2 separate regions of the Mus musculus genome follow, and region 1 is linked to region 2. Evidence: chromatin contacts called from public HiChIP or PLAC-seq data. All regions are on one chromosome and are shown on one strand. The core of a region is the stretch at or near the end of the contact, and the rest is flanking DNA. Distances in the headings are between cores, read along the strand shown.

Evidence for each region. HiChIP or PLAC-seq counts read pairs in DNA pulled down with a chosen protein or histone mark.
Region 1: an H3K27ac HiChIP or PLAC-seq map of heart atrium shows a contact between it and region 2, with 2.7 times the contacts expected there. The contact joins two enhancer-like sites. A contact is called at or near these places in 3 of 484 Hi-C or Micro-C datasets (brain, myocytes and psoas muscle) and 3 of 115 datasets of contacts at active chromatin or transcription factors (CD8 T cells, cardiomyocytes and heart atrium).

Annotation. Positions count from the first base shown.
Region 1 is chr16:24,787,266-24,790,833 of GRCm38.p6, forward strand. The region is part of intron 8 of Lpp (LIM domain containing preferred translocation partner in lipoma); the gene reads left to right. Among named protein-coding and RNA genes, the nearest start is that of Mir28a, 39 kb to the right of the region's middle. Within about 2 kb of position 1,791, at least 6 of the 459 cell types and tissues checked have an H3K27ac peak or open chromatin away from gene starts, as enhancers often do. A contact at or near this core is called in heart atrium, where this site is marked.
Region 2 is chr16:24,489,005-24,492,254 of GRCm38.p6, forward strand. All of the region lies in intron 3 of Lpp (LIM domain containing preferred translocation partner in lipoma), which reads left to right. Among named protein-coding and RNA genes, the nearest start is that of Gm24440, 84 kb to the left of the region's middle. Within about 2 kb of position 1,942, at least 127 of the 459 cell types and tissues checked have an H3K27ac peak or open chromatin away from gene starts, as enhancers often do. A contact at or near this core is called in heart atrium, where this site is marked.

The DNA.
Region 1 (3,568 bases), core at 541-3,040, 300 kb after region 2:
GATCCAAGCATCAAGTCTTTCCTCAGTTTCCCTCAAGGTTTCACCTAAGATGTGTCAGTTGCTTGCCTGCAGTAGTGATATCATACAAAACCAATCCTAGAGTTATATATACTGAAAGAATCCTGGGGACTACAAATACAGTCCTACAGGCTAGCCCTTCAAAAATCAAAAATACTAATAATATTTTTTAATTGATTATATGGGGTCATATAAATTTACTTGATCTAATCTATAACTTTGTGAATGGCTTAAGGCAGAGTTGCTATAGTCTCAGTTTCACTAGTGAGCCTACTGACCTGGGGAATTAAAACTGTGCATGAAAGTAAAGATGTCCAAGTAGCCTTATCTCTGGTAACCTGGCTTGTTTCGAGCAATCACAAAATCGTTATCTTACACATTTAGCGAGCAGAAGCACCGGGCTGCCTAGAAACAGAAGCCTTACTACATCTGAAATCTCCCTTAGCCAGCTCCTTCTCTAATGCCCCATTTGATAAAGCCCCAAAATGAACAAAATGTTGTCTCCCACAAACCCAGAAAATCATTACAAAGCTGTGATGGTTTGAATACCATATTCTCTGCCATTTGAATCCTTGGTCCACCATTGGGGGTGACATTTGGGGTGTATAGGAGATATGGTCTTGTTGGAGGAAGTATTCACAGGAGGTGGAGCTTAAAGTCTGGTACCCTTTCTTAAGTATTCTCTCTGCCTCCTACTTTCTTTTGGAGATGAAGCTCTCAGATGCTTCAGCCATTATGCTAGCTGTTAGCTGCCATGCTGCCCCGCATGATTTGGTTGACTCTAATCCCGCTGGAAGCCTGAATAAACCATTCCTTCTACAAGGTGCTTCAGTCATGGTATTTTATCACTGCAATAGCATAGTACCTAATACAGAAACTATAGAATAATCCACCAGACCCATTATTGTTTTTAAATTACTTCAGTCTCAGTTCAGATCTCCTCTCTGCATCCTGTGCTATTGTGTGTGACTCAGTCCTTCCCCTCCCTGGATCTCACAGTGAGTATCATGTGCCTATCTGGGTATTGACATCTATTAAACCAAGACATCATGTTAGTGTCTCTCTTAATGCTTGTCCTTTAGTGGATCTTCAACAAATATTGATGTTTTTCATGCATTTGCCTTCCCTGTCATACAACCAGAACTCTAGTTTCATACTGTTTACTTCTGGGCTCCCTAATGCTGATCCACTCTTTAGCAGAGGGCAGTAGAGTTGAAAACAGGCCTTTGCCATCCATCTGTCTCCATGTTGATATCTCCAGTCCTGTCCTATGAATGATAAAGCTTACCTTGGGATGGCACTAGTAGTCCCCATACAGTGCTTACTATACATACATGGTCCCTGGCACAATTATCTAAGGGGCTTGACATTGTGTCTATCAGTCCAATTGCAAAATAGGACTTATTAATGAATCTTTTATTAACAATAGATTATTTCCCACAACGAACTATTCATCAGAAACGAAGATTAATTCTCTCACTCTCTTCCTCCTGCCCTTTGTTGGGTTTGGTTTGATTTACTGTGTTTCTATCTCAGGACATGGTCAGTACTGATGCCATTCCAAGCTTATGAGACACTTTCCCTGCCTCCTTAGACTCTTTGGACACCTTTAGGTGTCAACAAAAGGGGTGTAGATGTGAGACAGGGAGGCATTCACATTAGTCCTGGTTACTATGGGGACCACAGAGCAGGCATCACATCCATCCTGTCCACACAGGATTAACTCAGACCATCTGAGCCCTGAGTTTACCTCAAACACATTCCTTCAAGAAAAGGGTCACTGCCGGTCATTTCCCTAAAATATCACTGCTGTCCTGACCTGATCCTTCTCAGCTTCGCTTTGGATACACAAGCATACTTTCCACTTGTCATAAAGTGTCACTGTTTTATAATTAAGCATGAGGTGGCACCAGGTGAAGGGACTGTGTAATGTGGTCAGCACACAGAGCCTGTGGTCAAAGATAGGAGTGCAGTTGTCATTTGGTATTTTGGAGTCTCAATGTTTTGATTTGTACGTCTGTTATAAATATATCACATCTTTTTCCTTCTGCTGTGGTGAGGTTCAAAAGCTAGACTCATGAGGAAATTCTCTGTGGACCATAACTTATAAGATAAATAGGGAAACATTTATTGAACCTTCCTTGTGGTTCTGTGCATTATAGTAGCTTTTGGTCTAGATACATGGTATATAGGTGATGTTAAAATAAAATTGACTTAAAAATCTCCGGAATAATCCAGAGCTACTAGTGTGATCTTGGGTTTTATAGGCTGTGCAAAAGATGACTTTTTTAGATCCCTACCTATATGTATAAAGGATTCTGCCTAATTCACATAAGTGACTCCAGAATTCCCAGAGAACCCAGGTGAACCCTGCTTCTGATATCTTTCTTTCGAATGATACTCACTCACCAAGGGAACTCAATGGGGACCTTTGAGATTTTCACTTATGGCGAGAAATCAGCTTTCTCCTTTGGCCATGGCAGCTAGAGCCCTTTCCACTGCGCTCTTGTTTTTCTTATCTCCCACTTAGCATACCCCTGTGTCTTGAGTTCATGATCCTGTAATGAGTTCTCATTTGGTATTGGGGAATATCTCTATTCTGTATGGACACTGGTGTTCAAGCCCAGAGAGGTTTCCACTTGGAAAGGATCTGATATAGGAAGTGTATTTTTCTTCTACTTTCTTGGTGGCCAGCTTGGACCAGTGAGTTGCTAGGCTGTCCTGGTTTCTTGGCTTTTGGAGCCAAACTAAGTTGTACATGTCAAGACAATTTTCTTCTTCTTGATAAAGGTCTTTCCTTTTTTTTCTCTAGTGCCTCAAAAGAAGGAAGGGTAACTTGATCAATTCTAATGGCTGGCAAGTGAAGTATGCCATAAAATGTTTTCTATCACTTGTGTTATCTTGTTTAAGTCTTATTGTCATTGTCACTTTGAACTGAATGGAAGAATGTTCTGTTTATACCAAGGATATTTCATATTCAGTGTCAGTTCAACAACGGGCATCTCACTTGCAAGAAAAGCCAGACCTGAGGAACTAATTTTATGTTTCTCAAAACCTTCAAATTGAAATCGCTTCAAGTTCCCAAAGTATAATGCTCTGATGGTGGCATTCATGGGATGGTGCTTGCCACTGCTATACTGTAACTACTTAAATACGGCATGTGAGTGTGTGTGTGTGTGTGTGTGTGTGTGTGTGTGTGTGTGTATGTGTGTCCTTATAGCATAGGGCTAGGACTGTTTGTTAGAGGGGCTTCCAGGTTTAGCATGATAATTTTACATCTGTGGTTCAGTGTTTCTTTAGTTTTAGCACTTAAAATCAGGCCGGTCTTCATTTCAGCTTCCAAAAAGACAGGGCTCTACCCTGTTGGTACCCAGAGTCCCTGAAGTAAAACTCATGCTGCTGTGGAAAGTAATAGCCATAGATAAAGTTGTGGTCTGGATACAAACCATCTCTTCAGCGCTGAGCTGAAAGCAAAGCACTTAATAACCCCTTGTCTGGCATCCCCAGTGTTGCAGTCTTCAAGACAATATGAAGTTTCCACTCTATCAAG
Region 2 (3,250 bases), core at 692-3,191:
GAAGGTAAGGTGCATATTAGTAGTACTTATGATCCTTCATTGAAAAAGAAGGAGCTAGTGCAGGTCTGTAACCCCAAGGCAGAGGTGGAGGATGGCAACTTCAGAGCGGCATGGACTATAGAGCAAGTTCAAGGTCATCCTGAATAATTTGATGAGAACCTGTCTCAAAATAAAAAGTATGAAGAGGGGCTGGGGAATGGGGCTCAGTGGTTGGGTCCTGGGGAGTGGGGCTTAGTGGTGGGGTCTGGGGAATGGGGCTTAGTGGTGGTGTCTGGGGAATGGGGCTTAGTGGTGGGGTCCTTGGACAAGTAGTGAATGAATATAAGGAGCTACCCTTTGTAGGTGTTGATTTCCTCTGAAGAAGGCATGATGATAGGAGACAACATTGGTTCATGAGAGAGCCGTGAGATGAGAAGAGAGGAGTAAGGAGCTTTGGAGTCAGGAAGAGGGTGGATCTGGGGCAAGAGCACCACTGTCATGACAGCAAGGCCAGGCTGAGGAGAGGGGAGCTGTGGCATCTGAGAAATGGAACAAGACTAGGATATCCTCTGGACCATAAAGCTGTTCCCTCAAGAAACCTTTTCCCTTAAGTGGCATAAAATGTGACCTGAAGTGGGTCTGAGGTGGAGTAGGGAGGTGGAGTTTGTGGAGAGAAAGTGAAAATGGTTTTCTGGAAACTTCCTTTGCCAACAATTCTGCATAGATGCCTCAATGAAGGAGGTTGGCAAGGCAGAGCTGAGGCGGCAGCTCCCTTGTTGTTTCTGTGTCCTGATCACTTTCCCAGGCTTGCATGCCTTCTTCCTTCCCTTGAGCTTCATTCCAGTTAGTGGCTGCTGAGATTCAGACACAGACAGACAGACAGACAGATAGACAGACAGACAGATATACACAGGATAAGCAGGTGATGTAAATCTGCAATTATCGTTGGGTTAAAAAAGGTTGTGTTAGATGCACGTATGCGTTTGGCTCATCTGTTTCCTATTGGCTGCAATCCTCTCTCCCCGTTAATGCGCCAGTCCTTTGCCATGTCCAGTTGCAGCCAGAAGAGGAGCACTGCCTGGTACAACCGGTTCCAGGGAAGAGAGCAGGACTGTTTTGAAGAGCTGACGTTAGAGGCTTGGCAGGAGTTAGTTTCATAGCCTTTCAGTGTGCACTGTTTTTTAGCTCTTTGTGTTTCTTAACATTGACTGTTGAAGGTTTGCCCAAGAGCATATAAGAAGGAAACTCACCTGTGGGCACATGTTTGCATGTGGATGCAGGCCTTGAGGGAACTTTTGGGGATGCCCATTGTAAGGACCTCATGCTGTGTGTGCCCTCTGGATACTGGCTTTTGGGGAAGGTTTTCAGTGGTGGGGGAAGCTGTGATCACTCTACAGCTGAGCATCCCTGGAGGCTGGCTGCAGAGTCTTCAGTGCTGTGACAGACCTGGGCGCTCTGTGTGAGTGAGAGTGGCCTGTTAGTTTGGTAAAGGAAAGAGAAGTTTCTAATTAAGCCAAAGAGTATAGAAGGGGAATGAAGGTTTGTAGAGGGACGTGGGACTGGCAGGCTGGAATGCATGGGCATGGGGGTGAGGCATTTGCCTCCAATCAACAAATTTTCCAGGGCCTTCCTACAATGCTGGGGACTTTCTTCTAGAAGTTGTGCAGAGCTGTTACAGTGGATTTGGGGAAGGGCTGTTGCAAGATTACTCTGTGTGTGTGTGTATGCTGTTTTCCTTTTTTTTTTTGTGTATTTCAGTCTTTTTAGGAACGGTTACGCAGCTGTACCTCTGGGCAGTGTGCCTGCCTGACTTTACAGGCCTTTCCTTTCCTTGTTCTGCCTGGCTCAGCTCCTTCTCATGCTCCTATAATGAAGTGTGGCAGCAAGGCCCCTGGCGCTGCACTGAGCCCTAGGATCTGACCCAGTGCAAGCCCTTGTGGTTGTCCTCCTCTCCCGCCCTCTTCCCCCTCCTCTCTCTCTCTGTCACCAGCCACCCCCAGCAGCTGCAGCCACAGCCCTCCACTCCCTTAAATAAATAAGCCAGTCGCTCGAAAGGGTTCCAAGCACATTAGTCACATATCCCAGAAGTTTAATACAAAATTATTTTGACAGCGAGCACAAGAAGGTGCTTTCTAGCTGAACGCACAGAACTGGCTTTTTCCAGCTGGGCCTCCTGCCTCACAGACAGATGATACGTTTTGTAGATGGAAAGGCTGTGCGGTGCCTGCGACCGCGGTGCTTGCAACCCTTGGATGTGTAGCAAACTGCTCACTACCAAATGCGTAACCAAATGGGACCAGATATAAAACCAGGGCTGGGACAAGAGAGCTATTTCTCTCTCTTGTTTATTAAAGTCTCAAAAGAACTGGAACAATGACTCCCCCGTCAACGTCCTCCCCAGTGACAGACAGAACACCCTGCTCTCACGGGGCTGTCAGCATGCACCTGTCCCTGGAACCCTCTTTTCCTCTTGGGCTTGTGTCTTCTGGGCTGGGAGGCGGAAGGCGAGAGAAGGGAGAATATCAAGTTTTTATTGTGAGCATAACTTTCTCACTAATAGCTTCCATGAGTCACTGGGAGATTTCTGTTTATTTATTTATCTGGCTCCCTCATCTTTTTAAAACCCAGGCTTCTGCATGTCCTGAAAGTCAGGACAGCTCCAGTGGTCGCAGTGTAGGTGGCTCTTCATGCATCCAGCTGAGTAGTGCTTCCCCAAGTATTTTCTGACTCACTTATGTAGCACTTTTTGTTGCTGTCACTGGGCAGGTTAAAGGGTCCTGACTGACCTTCGGCCACACTTGCTTAGAGCTGATAATGTCCACTTTGGCACATAGAAGGAGGAATGAAGAACCCATGCACACTGTGGCTACCTATGAGAGATTTCCCCTTGGTATTCCACAAAGCATCTGAGGAGTCAGACATGTCTCCTCATACAGCTTGGCTCTTTCCTTTAGGGTCCTGCCTAGAGACAGAAGGCCTTTTCCTGAACAACGCTGCTTATTCTGAAGGTTTCAACTGGTTGTGATAGGGCTGATAAATCCTTTAGCCTCAGTGTTTTCTGTTTCTCTCACTGGGATCCATTTTTAAAAACTCTTAACAAAAATCTCCTTGGCTTCTACCCTGGGCTAAGTCGGCCGTCCACATTGGTTTGTCTCCATGGGACCCACTATAGAAGCCACTGTGTTAAATGCTTCATGTGGAGACTTGGTGACTGTGCCCTGCCTTCTGTCTTTTGCCTCTGTCCATCTCCCAAACCTGAGAACTTGGCATC